2 separate regions of the Zea mays genome follow, and region 2 is linked to region 1. The links are chromatin contacts, called in public Hi-C maps. All regions are on one chromosome and are shown on one strand. The core of a region is the stretch at or near the end of the contact, and the rest is flanking DNA. Distances in the headings are between cores, read along the strand shown.

The links. Hi-C and Micro-C count contacts between places; a contact is called where the count stands out from the background.
Region 2: a Hi-C map of endosperm shows a contact between it and region 1, with 3 times the contacts expected there. The contact joins the promoter of LOC100284864 here to the promoter of LOC100193250 in region 1. A contact is called at or near these places in 5 of 25 Hi-C or Micro-C datasets (ear, endosperm, leaf and 1 more).

What each region holds. Positions count from the first base shown.
Region 1 is chr5:54,518,461-54,524,188 of Zm-B73-REFERENCE-NAM-5.0, reverse strand. LOC100193250 reads right to left here and starts at 3,103. Exons shown (of 3, transcript NM_001138399.2): 1 at 2,742-3,103; 2 at 1,044-2,038; 3 at 117-469. The coding sequence starts at 1,975. The coding sequence ends at 448.
Region 2 is chr5:54,762,473-54,768,200 of Zm-B73-REFERENCE-NAM-5.0, reverse strand. It overlaps LOC100284864 (alpha-L-fucosidase 2), which reads left to right and starts at 3,426. Exons shown (of 4, transcript NM_001157759.2): 1 at 3,426-3,800; 2 at 3,915-4,130; 3 at 4,282-4,707; 4 at 4,808-5,548. The coding sequence starts at 3,521. The coding sequence ends at 5,052. LOC103626365 reads right to left here. Exons shown (of 7, transcript XM_008646771.3): 7 at 5,194-5,625. The coding sequence ends at 5,514.

The DNA of each region.
Region 1 (5,728 bases), core at 1,854-4,353:
GTACGTGCCTTCCCTGCTTGTCTCAATATTATAGCATCTTAAACTAACTGAACAGCATCACCATGGACGGCTCAGAAGCTCTTATCTGAAGGGCTACCCAGCGAGACACGAGTCTCCAAACAAATCCCCATTAGAGCGGGCTGAAGTTTGTTTCAGGGTTACTATGTAAAACCGCGCTACATCGCAGAAGCATTCCGAAAAGAACTGTCACCAACATCCTATAGAGACGGGTGCTAAATATATACAAGATCGAAACTAGAATGACGAGGCCTGATTCAAACGAACAGCGAGGTTCTGTTGCTACTTTTTATGCACAGATAAGTTTGAACTGCGGCAGCACCTACCGAGGGCAGGTGGAAAAGGAATCCAAATGAGCGGAGTTACAACGTTACGTTGATCGGTAAATTGCATAACATCTATTCCTTTTTTTACTGCAGACCCTATGCATCAACGTCCATATCTTGTATCCCTACATCCACAGAAGCAGCATATGAAAAGAGTCAGATTTGAAAGACGAATTGAATTTTGTCAGAGTTCCATTTAAAGATGAAAATACTATCAACGGATAACACTGATTATATAGAACAGATCTAAATATTCCCTCGAGCTCGAGGGTGTAGACAAAATTCCAGCATTTTCTTAGGTGATGCATTCCTAAGCAACATACATTAAAAATTACACCCACGAAAATGCAATGTACAGAATATATATTGTGAAGCATTCATCATGCACATTAACACCCACAGGTGAGACAGGAAACATGCCAAAGAACAGGTCACCCGCTCGAGTTGGCACCATAGATGTAAGACAATTAGACAAGAACAAAAACTACATCATGCTGACGTTTGCCTTTCATGTTGTGTATTGTACATAATCTCCGTTAAGGATTTTATTTGGTTTATTCGAAATAGCATGAGCATGTTGTGCAACTGTGTATGTTTCGTCTTTTTGAAGGACCCTTGGTTCTTAGTACTACACATTTGCAATAGCATATACTCCAACCACATGTGAGGATTTTTTTTAAAAGGATTACTTATGCATACCTGTAATGGAAACTAGCCATTCTTCCCGGTGCTGCGATACTAGGAATGGCCCCTGTGACTATGTATTCATCATCAATTTCATCAAACCTAATTTCCCTTAATTCAACAGGTTGTGTCGGAACCACGAGGTTAAAATTTTCTAGATTAACCTGGTTGCCATTCCTCCTTCCACTGCCTATTCTTTCCCTTGCTCTGGATCTTCTACGACTTCTTGAAGATCTTGAAAACGCCCTGCAGAAAATACATGACCACCAGTTCGTCCTGACCCTGCGGAAAACTTCATAGTCCTCACCAGTGTCATCATCCCCATACTCAATCACATAGTCTCCCAGAACAATCCCGTTTGGAACTTGTGCATGTATTGTGCTCAAGACATCTACGATATCAGAAGATTGCTGGAAATTCTCCCAATCAACTTGCCTAGCAGGATCGATCTCTGAAGGGCGTGAATCAGGATGCTTTTGTTGCGTGTGCTTCTGAAGCTCATTGAAGTTGCCAACAAACGAGCAGCAATCCTCTTCACAGCACCTTTTCTTCTGATTAAGATGCAGCCGAGCCTCACCAATAACAACCCACCCAATAACATCACCTCTACACAAAGGGCAGCTGGGGCGGTTGTTTGCGTTAGACGGCACAATATGAATAATGCTATCAAGAGGAGGCACGGCTAAAGATGAAACTTTCACATTGGAAGGCAGTTCATATGCAGATTTAAACCTCTCAAGACAGTTTGAGCGGGTCTGGTCTGTATCGCAAACAAACGGCCTGCATCCCTTCTCATAAGACGTGCACCTCAGTAGCACTGCATTGTGAGGGTAATCAAGGCAGATCGGGCAGGTAACATCCTCCATCCAACTCTTATCAAGCTGTATGTCCAGATCAAAGGAGCTGTGCTTTACCACCTTCTTCACGATCAAGTTGCCTGAACCCATCGCTGAGGCACAGACTTGCAACGAGAACTCTTCGGCCTAACAGGTCCAGCTTCTCATTACAACCTACAGGACACCAATAGGCGAATCAGATCAATTCCAGCTTGCTCATTCGAAAATACAGTGCACAAATGATATATGTGTGATGATGAATAGACTGAGCATTTCCATCGAAAGACAATTGACAATATGATAAATAATAGTGTATCAGTGTATGGCAGCAAGGCAGAAACACCCTAATGTCCATGTAATGAATTCCCTACAACACCACATGACTATCTGACGCTAAAATCGGGAACTCACCGACAAAATTATTTGCCACAACCATAACTTCTAGTTCTGGTTAAAAAAAAAACTCAAACGATTCCTGGAAAAAATCCTCATCCAAGGAGAGATAAAAAAACTAGACATGTGCCTCTGATTCCGACCCCCCGAAATACCGTGTCCCAGGAGGGACGGGGTTCACTCGAACACCCCCTCACCCTCCCCCACCAACCCACCGCCACCACGAAAACATCGAAAAACAAACCAGCTAACTCCCACGGCGCGGCGTCAACTGAGATGGGCGGGTTCTGCGCGCCGATGAACCACGGGCGGGAGCGGATTGTATTGGACTCGATAGAGCACGCTAATCGGCAAAGTGAACTGAACCGATGAACGAAGCGGGGGGAAAAAATAAAATCCAGGAGCCTGGATTCAACTGCGAACGAAACAAACCGAAAGGGAAATCTATCTACCAAGTCAAACAAGGCAGCTGGAGGTCACTCACCAACACCAGACGAGCGAGAGCGACCAACGGCCGGACGGATGGGTTCCCCGCTCCGCTCGACCCGTCGAGGGGCGGCCGGCGGGCGCAGGGTGGGGGAGGCCGTTGCGGCGCGGGACGGGGACGAGGAGGAGGCGGCGGCGGCGGAGTGGCGCTCGGCTGCGTGCGTCGTCGCCTCGGTGAGGGGCCTCTAGTCTAGGTTTGGAGTTGGACTTTTTAGAGCCATTTGCGCTTGCGTGCGACGAGTGGAGAGAAAGGAGGGGAGGGGAGGGGAGGGGAGGAGAGAGAGTGGGCGGGGATGCCGGATGGGAGAGGAGGGGAGAGAGTGTCCTCGGGCCGGCGATCTGCGGTCCTTTGACATTTTCCGCCGCTTGCCTTGTGCGGCTTTCCCCTTCTTTTTCTTTTCTTTCTTTTTTTTCCTTCCAGATGTTTGGTCAAGTGTTGAACGCTTTTACTACCCATTTGTCGCTAGAACTCATTTCCATGGGGTTTTCATAAAAAAACATTGATTATTCACATGGAATTCATGTGCTCTGTGCTCGCAACATGGCCATGTAATCTATTGGTGATTTGGTGTGCTCGCCTCTCCGTATCAAACTGCAGCATTATATATATGTAGTGTATTTTTGTGTATAGTTTTAATTCCAACCGGAACAGTATGCATGTCTGTGCAGCGTCATTGAAGTCAAAAAAAAGGAAAAAACGATTGCTCTTTTGTCCTTTCACCCACGTCAAAACGTGAAAAAAAAACGTTGTAATAAACTGCAGAGTCAGTCAGAACTCAGGAGGACGTTTCTCCTTGACAGCGACGACGTGCCAAAAATTGCTGGTCGACGTCGACGATGTGGACGAATGCAAGCACAGAATAATAATGTGGTACCAAAAAAAGTGGGGAACTCCCTGCGCGTCAGCGTCACATCATCGGATGCGGTCCAAGAGGCAAACGGCAACTTCGCGTCTGGAATAGCACGTGGCACGCACGCACGCAAGGCAAAAAAAAAAAAAAGAAACGCACACATATGCCGGCGCAGGCCTGGACAGAGTTTTAACTAATAAGAATAATAAAAAAGGGACCCAGGATTGAATATAAATTCGTCTGTTTTCGCAACTGCAGAGTTCTAAGGCATAAAAATGGTCGGAAACAGTGTTTATTCATTAATCAGTTTGTAGTCATTTTTTATTATAAATAAATAAGATATATAATCTACTATACAATTTTATATTCTTGTTTATAAAATTGAGCATGTAAAGATTCATAAAACTTAAACCTATCAAAATAAAATGATATAAAAGTCGATATGGATTCGGAAACAAATTCAGTATTTTTCGCACCTGTAGAGAGCAAATAATACATAAGACGATTTATACAATATTTTGTTTTTATTTCTAATAATATCACTAATAATAACATAAGAAAAAATTAACATCAGATTTTATATATATCTAATTTAAAATATTAAATTTGTCATAACAGTTTCGGACCACTTTCATCCCTGGGCAAGAGGTACATGGAAGTTATATTCAAACTCGACATACCTTAAGCACCATGATGATCAGAAATGGAAAATAAGGAGGAGGGAAAAAAACATCGACGTTCATAAGGACCATCAACTGATGAGCATAGGTACACCTAGTACGTACGGTATAGTAGCTTGCGAATTGCGATGACCATCAGCTGATGAGCCTTCTCTTCACCCTCGACGTCCGCGTCCTCGTCGTCTCCGCCGTCCCCGTACCGCACCTTGCAGTGGCCCTTCCCGTCCATGTGTTTCTGTTTTCTGACAGCTCCTTCCCATCCTCCGATTCCGATAGAGCGGCTTCCCTTGCATGTCGAAAACAGAGCCTAATGTGATATAGAGAGCAAATTTTTTTTCTGCAGTCCGGCTGTAAACCAGGATGTTTTCAGCCTCTCACAAAAAAGAGAATAGACTTATATAGATCCACTAGATAACGTTTTAGTTGTCTTATTGACTTGCATGTAGGGTCTATCCATGTTGTAAGGGGCTGCAAACATCCTGGTTTACAGTAAATTTTTTCCCGATACAAAGATACTCGTATGTTACAATACAAACCAATTCTGAAGTATATATATATATATATAATATATATATATATATTATATATATATATATATATATATATATATATATATATATATATATATATATATATATATATATATATATATATAATATATATATATATATATATATATATATATATATATATATATATATATATATATATATATATATATATATATATATATATATATATATATATATATATATATATATATATATATATATATATATATATATATATATATATATATATATATATATATATATATATATATATATATATATATATATATATATATATATATATATATATATACCTTGCGTTTGAGGTTGTAGCGGTGCCAAGCGCCACGTTGCAGGTCGCCGCCGGCATCCTCGCCTCCCTCTCTTCTCTCGCTTCGGGCTGCTTCGGCGGCCGGTGAGCAACAAAGGCGCCTCACGTGGGATTTCTGGCTCCAACTCCAAACGACGATTGTGCTGTGCACGGTGATTGACCCACATCCAAACGTCTACCTATCCATGGGTTTGCTTGTCGAAATTTTCTAAACATGACAATGAACACTCGAAATCTAAATATCCTACAGTTTTATCCAATACGAAAGATAGCTATATAAGAGAATCTCCAATAGCTCCTAATTTATTAGCTCCTCATTAATATCTCTAGACTGGGAGCTCCCTAATAACGTTTTAGATTAAAAAAAAGAATCATTCTCCAATAGCCTCCTAAATATGTAAAAAAACATTACAAATGCTTCTCCTTGGCTTTTCTGTTGATCAAAGTACGTCTTGGACTTTTCTCAAGGAGAGTAGTACGTCTTCGACTTTTCTACTGATAAGAGCCGATGGTCTTGACTTTAAAGTCTTATTTGATTATGTCTGAATCGAAGAAGACCAATAGGATTAAAT
Region 2 (5,728 bases), core at 2,177-4,676, 240 kb before region 1:
GAAGGCCGGCCACGCTTTGTGTGACGGTCATTGGCCGGCGGCAGGCCTAAAGCTGGGTCTTTTCACGCTCTCTCTCTCTCTCTCTTTAAATTCATATCACCAAAATGGGCAGCAGTAATGCGGCCAATGGGGCGCATCATTATTTCAGGGTCCACATTTCTCTGTACACTCCCAACCGCATCGGCAAACATGCGTGGTATTATTTGTCCTCGAGATCTCATGCTGTTTGTAAAGGCCTTGTTTGGAACCTCCACTTCTTAATGGTTACGTAGGTGCTAAACATGCTAAAATTAGCTTTAGGGGTTTTGAATATCCTAACTGATACTCCACATAATTGTTGTTGGCTAACACGCAACTAAAAATTAGTTTATTTGCTAGCTCGATCTAGCTAATAATTGGTTAGCTGGCTAACTAATAGCTCTAGGGGTTTTAGACAGAGTCTAAATGGTAATCATTGTTTTGCATTATAGACTGTAATGTTTATAAAGTGAAATTTGAAATATGGAGCAAGGCACGGGGTGAGAAGGGAAGACTGTTGGAGACAACATAACACGTGCGGCAGTTAGTGGTTTGGGCGTAAAGTTACTAGGACTATGGTCCTAGACGTGAACCAAAACTCCTCTTAGGCCATTATCAATGCACAATTTTATCAAACTGTTTCCAAGGCTGCCATGTTAATATTTGTCTAGGAAATAATGTATTTAGAGTTTCATCCCCATGAAACTCTCCCATCTCTCATGAAACTCTCATATATCTTTTTATTGAATTTCATGTCATGTCATCTTGTTTGCTTATGTGACATGTTTTTTTAATAAGAATGAAACTATCATAAAACTCCCATTAAGAATGACCTTACACTCCACTAATTTTCTATTTTCTATGAACCATATACCAAATATATAAAGTGACCCTAGTTCCAGCCCATATTTTAAAATAGATATGTATAAAATTTTATGTTGATATTTTCTTATGATATCAAACATATTATTACAAATAATAAAAATTTTGCGTAAATTATTTTATGCTTTATTTGCTCCCTAAAACAAAAATATAAAAAAATCTGAATCCATATTCGTATCCGTATCCGTATTCGAATTTTATATCTATTATTTGATAAATTTGAAGTTTGCCTTTTATGAATCTTTACAAGGTCAATGCAAAAAACAAAATACAAATTTGCATAGTGATTTCAATATCCTATTTATTCGCAATAAAAAAACCAAATAAGTATCCATTATCATCCCTACATAGTAGGCACATGAAATAGGAAAAATAAGACTCCTATTGTTATCGTCGTCGAGTCATGACGCTCACCTGTCGGTCGTCGCATCGCCTCCCTCATCCTTCTTCGCCCGAACCCTAGGGTCACAAACGTGGTCAAGAAGGGAGGTTCTTGGTTTGAGGCGGACCGACGAAGACGTCAGTCTTCTAAAAGGGATGGGTTGTGATATACTGTCCCAATGCTTAATCGGATTAATAGAATACTCAAACCAATAAGATCCATCTTCTTTTTTGGAAGCCTATCTCGAAAGAACTTTTGGATTAAGCATGCTTGGCCCAAAGCAACCTTGGGATAGGTGATCGAATGGGAAGTTTTTCCAGATGCGCATGTGTGGGGACAAATTGCGTACAAAAGACTTGGGTTGGTTTGTGAGGATGATCTATGATCCTAGAGGGCTGGTAGAAGTAACTACCGCTGGTCTGGGAGTGGACAGGTTGTTACACGCTGGCACTCCGACATCAAATACGAGGGGAGAATTTTATGGCTATAAAGAAGAACTTTGGATGAGATTCCATACGGTTTTTACATACATTATTATACCAAACATGGGGGATAATTATTGTTAGGTGTCACTCAAGGACCTGGAGGCAGTTAGTGACTTATTGCCATCATTTTAAATATGACATATTTAATATGGTATATAATCAGATTATTGTGAAATCAAACAAACAGTTCACTAAAATGACTAATCAACTATTGAGATGTATTGCTTGTCTAGATCCAAAGAAGTCTTTTGCTAATTTTGATAGAGATCAACTAATATAATTAACAAAGATGTATGATGTTGACTTTGATCACTATGAACTTATGATGCTTAGAGAATAACTTAATATATTCATTACTGACGTGAGATCTAACCCTAAATTTAGTAATTATCATGACCTTTGTGGTATTGCTGATTTTAGATTGGTTTATCTTGTTAAGGTAGCCTTGATTTTTTCTATTGCACTGCCACAATTGAAAGGGCATTTTCTGTAATGAAAGTTATCAAGACAGTGTTAAGGAATAATATGAGGAATATGATTACTTAAATCATAGAAGGGTTTGCTACATTGATACTTGAGCGAGGTATTTTTGCAAGCATGAAAGGTAAAGATATTTTATACCATTTTAATACTAAAGAATCATTGAAAAGTTACCTTCATTAGGACCATTACCTTCTACCAATGCAAGTGGTATGTTTTGTACTTTTTTTCTAAATTGTTTTTATCTAATTAATAACATCTTTAGTTTGCATCCCTAATTTGCTTGAAACGTCTAATTGCACATGTAGGTTCAGGGTCACGTCCTAGTGTTGATCAAGATATGAGCGCGGCGGTGATGGGCGAAATCATCTGTAGTTCGGTACTTTTTATCGTGTTATGTTTTAACAAGTCGTTTGACTATTAAGAATGGTATTTATATAAGATGTATTATTATGATCCGTACCTAAAAATTATCGGTACATTTGGTATGTGTTTACATATGCATTTAGATTGTGGCTCTAGGCATAAAAATCGCTAGCTCCACCATTGTGTAACACTCTTCAACACATAGACAAACCAATGATAGATGTGGAAAGACTTAGGTGCAAGTATATACGTCAGCGCAGCATCCTAGACATTTAGATCGTGATTCAATCGTAGAGTTGATCAAGTGGTTTTTGGTAAAGTTGTACGAGGTGGTGGGAAATTTAAGAGCTAAATATGCTCAGGTCGGGATTTAAAGACCCAAGCAAGAGACATGTTTTCACGTTTGCACCTAAGGTTTGCTTACATCCCCGTAAGTACAGATTTGAGGAAATTTTTTCTCTGACCTTTTTTTTTCAAAACATCATGGTATAGCTAGAGAAATGATGACCCCCCCCCCCCCCCTAATCTCGGACTCGATCCGATCGATCTTATGGCGCATTCTTTTCGCTAACATAAAAGGTGGCAAAAGCATGCATGGCCCTCGACGAAAGGCCGTCTCCACTCTCCATCTACTACGGGCGCGGCCGACCGAGCCTTCTGGGCGTCGAAATCGCCACCCATCCATGCTGTCGTTCTACAACATGCTGTGGCGGATTCCTTCCTGGTGCGCGCGCGCCCAAGCCCGTTCCTCCTCTTCTTGCCCATCCACCCACAACACATGCTTATAAAAAGGCCGTCGTCGTTGCCGCCATGTAACTCACTCATCGTCAGTCAGTCGTCACAGTACTCGATCGAGCGCGATCTGATCTCTTTCCGAGCAATCATCCGTTCTAGCGTAGTAGAGCGCATGGACATGGCCTCGTCCTCTGTATCAGCAGCTCTCCTCCTGGCTGTCTCCCTCGCCGCTCTGCACTTGTGCTGCCGCCATGGGCACGGTGCCGGCGACGCCGCCGGCAACGGCATCACTGCCATCTACAGCCTCGGCGACTCCATCACTGACACCGGGAACCTCGTCAAGGAGGCGCCTCCGGGCATGTTCGAGACCATCAAGCACCTCCCCTACGGCGTCACGTTCGGGTACCCGACCGGGCGGTGCTCCGACGGCCTCCTCATGATCGACTTCCTGGGTACGTGTGCCTGACGTCACTAATTTACAGAGGTCTAAGCGGCAGCCAGTACGCATACGACGCGGTCGGTCGTGATCGTGACATGCATATAAATGCATATGGATGATGATGCAGCTCAGGACCTGGGTCTCCCGTTCCTGAACCCGTACCTGGGCAAGAACAAGAGCTTCGACCACGGCGTCAACTTCGCCGTCGCCGGAGCCACCGCCGTGGACCCGGCCGACCAGTTCAACCTCCCCGCCGTCCCCGTGCCGTTCGCCTCCAAGTCCCTCAAGGTGCAGCTCCGGTGGTTCAAGGACTTCCTCAAGTACACCTTCGGCACCGATGAAGGCAAACACTTTACACTTCCCTTCCTCCTCTCGATCAACCAAAACCGTCTCATCCTCCCTCCATGGATATCGATATCGACGCGCTGCTAGGCAGGCAGCAGGCTCAAACCCTTGCACTGCGTGTGGCTGCGCGCATGCATGCGTGCGTGCAGAGATTCGCAGACGGCTTCAAGCTTCTCTGGTTTTGGTCGGGGAGATCGGCGGGAACGACTACAACTACGCCTTCTTCCAGGCCAAGCCTGTGGCCGAGGTGGAGAAGCTCATCCCAGGGGTCGTGAAGACCATCGTCGGCGCCGCCAAGGAGGTGCTGGACATGGGCGCCACCAGGGTCATCGTCCCGGGCAACTTCCCCATCGGCTGCGTGCCGGGCTACCTGGCCATGAACGCCGCCTCGTCGGAGCCGGCGGACTACGACTCGGCGGGGTGCCTCCGGGAGCTCAACGACTTCGCCGCCAAGCACAACTCGCGGCTCCGGCGCGCCGTCGCCGACCTGCAGGCGTCGTACCCGGGCGCCGCCGTCGCCTACGCCGACTACTTCGACTCCTTCCTCACCCTCCTCCACAACGCCTCCTCGTTCGGTACTCCTTCGTCACTCGATCTCTCACGCATGCGGGACTCGAATCATCCAAGTCCGTGCCGTTTGACGACGACGCGTCTCTCTCTGTGTCTCTGCATCAGGTTTCGACGCCGCGAGCACGCGCAAGGCCTGCTGCGGCGCCGGTGCCGGCGAGTACAACTTCGACTGGCGGCGGATGTGCGGCTTCCCGGGGACGGCGGCGTGCGCTGACCCGTCCACGTACCTGAGCTGGGACGGCATACACATGACGCAGGCGGCGTACAGGGCCATGTCCAGGCTCATCTACCACGGCAAGTACCTGCAGCCACAGATACTGAGCTTCCCGGAGAAAAACGGGCAGACATAAACTCACGTCGTCATCATATATAGAACTTAGTTAGAAAATATACTCGAAACACCGGCTACAAATAAGCTGTCAGTAGTCAGCTGTATCGGTAAGTACATGCGCGCTGTTCAACTAATGCTATCATCAAGCTGTGAGCCACACTGAGTGTGAGCAAAATATACACGTTGCATGCAGTGCAGTCAGCTGCACTGAATCCACGATGAAGTCACACAGAACACAAACGCGTGTACCAGAACGGATGCAGAGGAAGAAGGCTGTCGACAAGGCATGAGTTGTTCATTACCTTGTCCAGCTGCCTCTACAGGTACTAGATTTTTTTTTAAAATGGATCTGCCACAAGAATCAAGGCTGATTTCCTTCAGCAGATGAGAGTGGCAGAATAGGCAGTAGTGAAATATTCAGTGACAGGATAGGCGATGGTGAAATATTTACACTGATAACACATGTAGTTGAACTCAACATCACGGTGAACTGTTTTTTATACAAAGCTTATTGAAAGTGGACAGCAGCATCGTCAAGTCTGGGTCTAGTTCATGTTTCTTCCAAGCTTCCTCAAATTGATGTCCCTTGCAGCTGCATCAGTAAACCCTTTACTGTAAGAAGCAGAGATATACAGAGCAAAAATGGAAGAGCAACCTTTTCCTAGTTCACGTAGCACAACCAATACCCAAGGCAA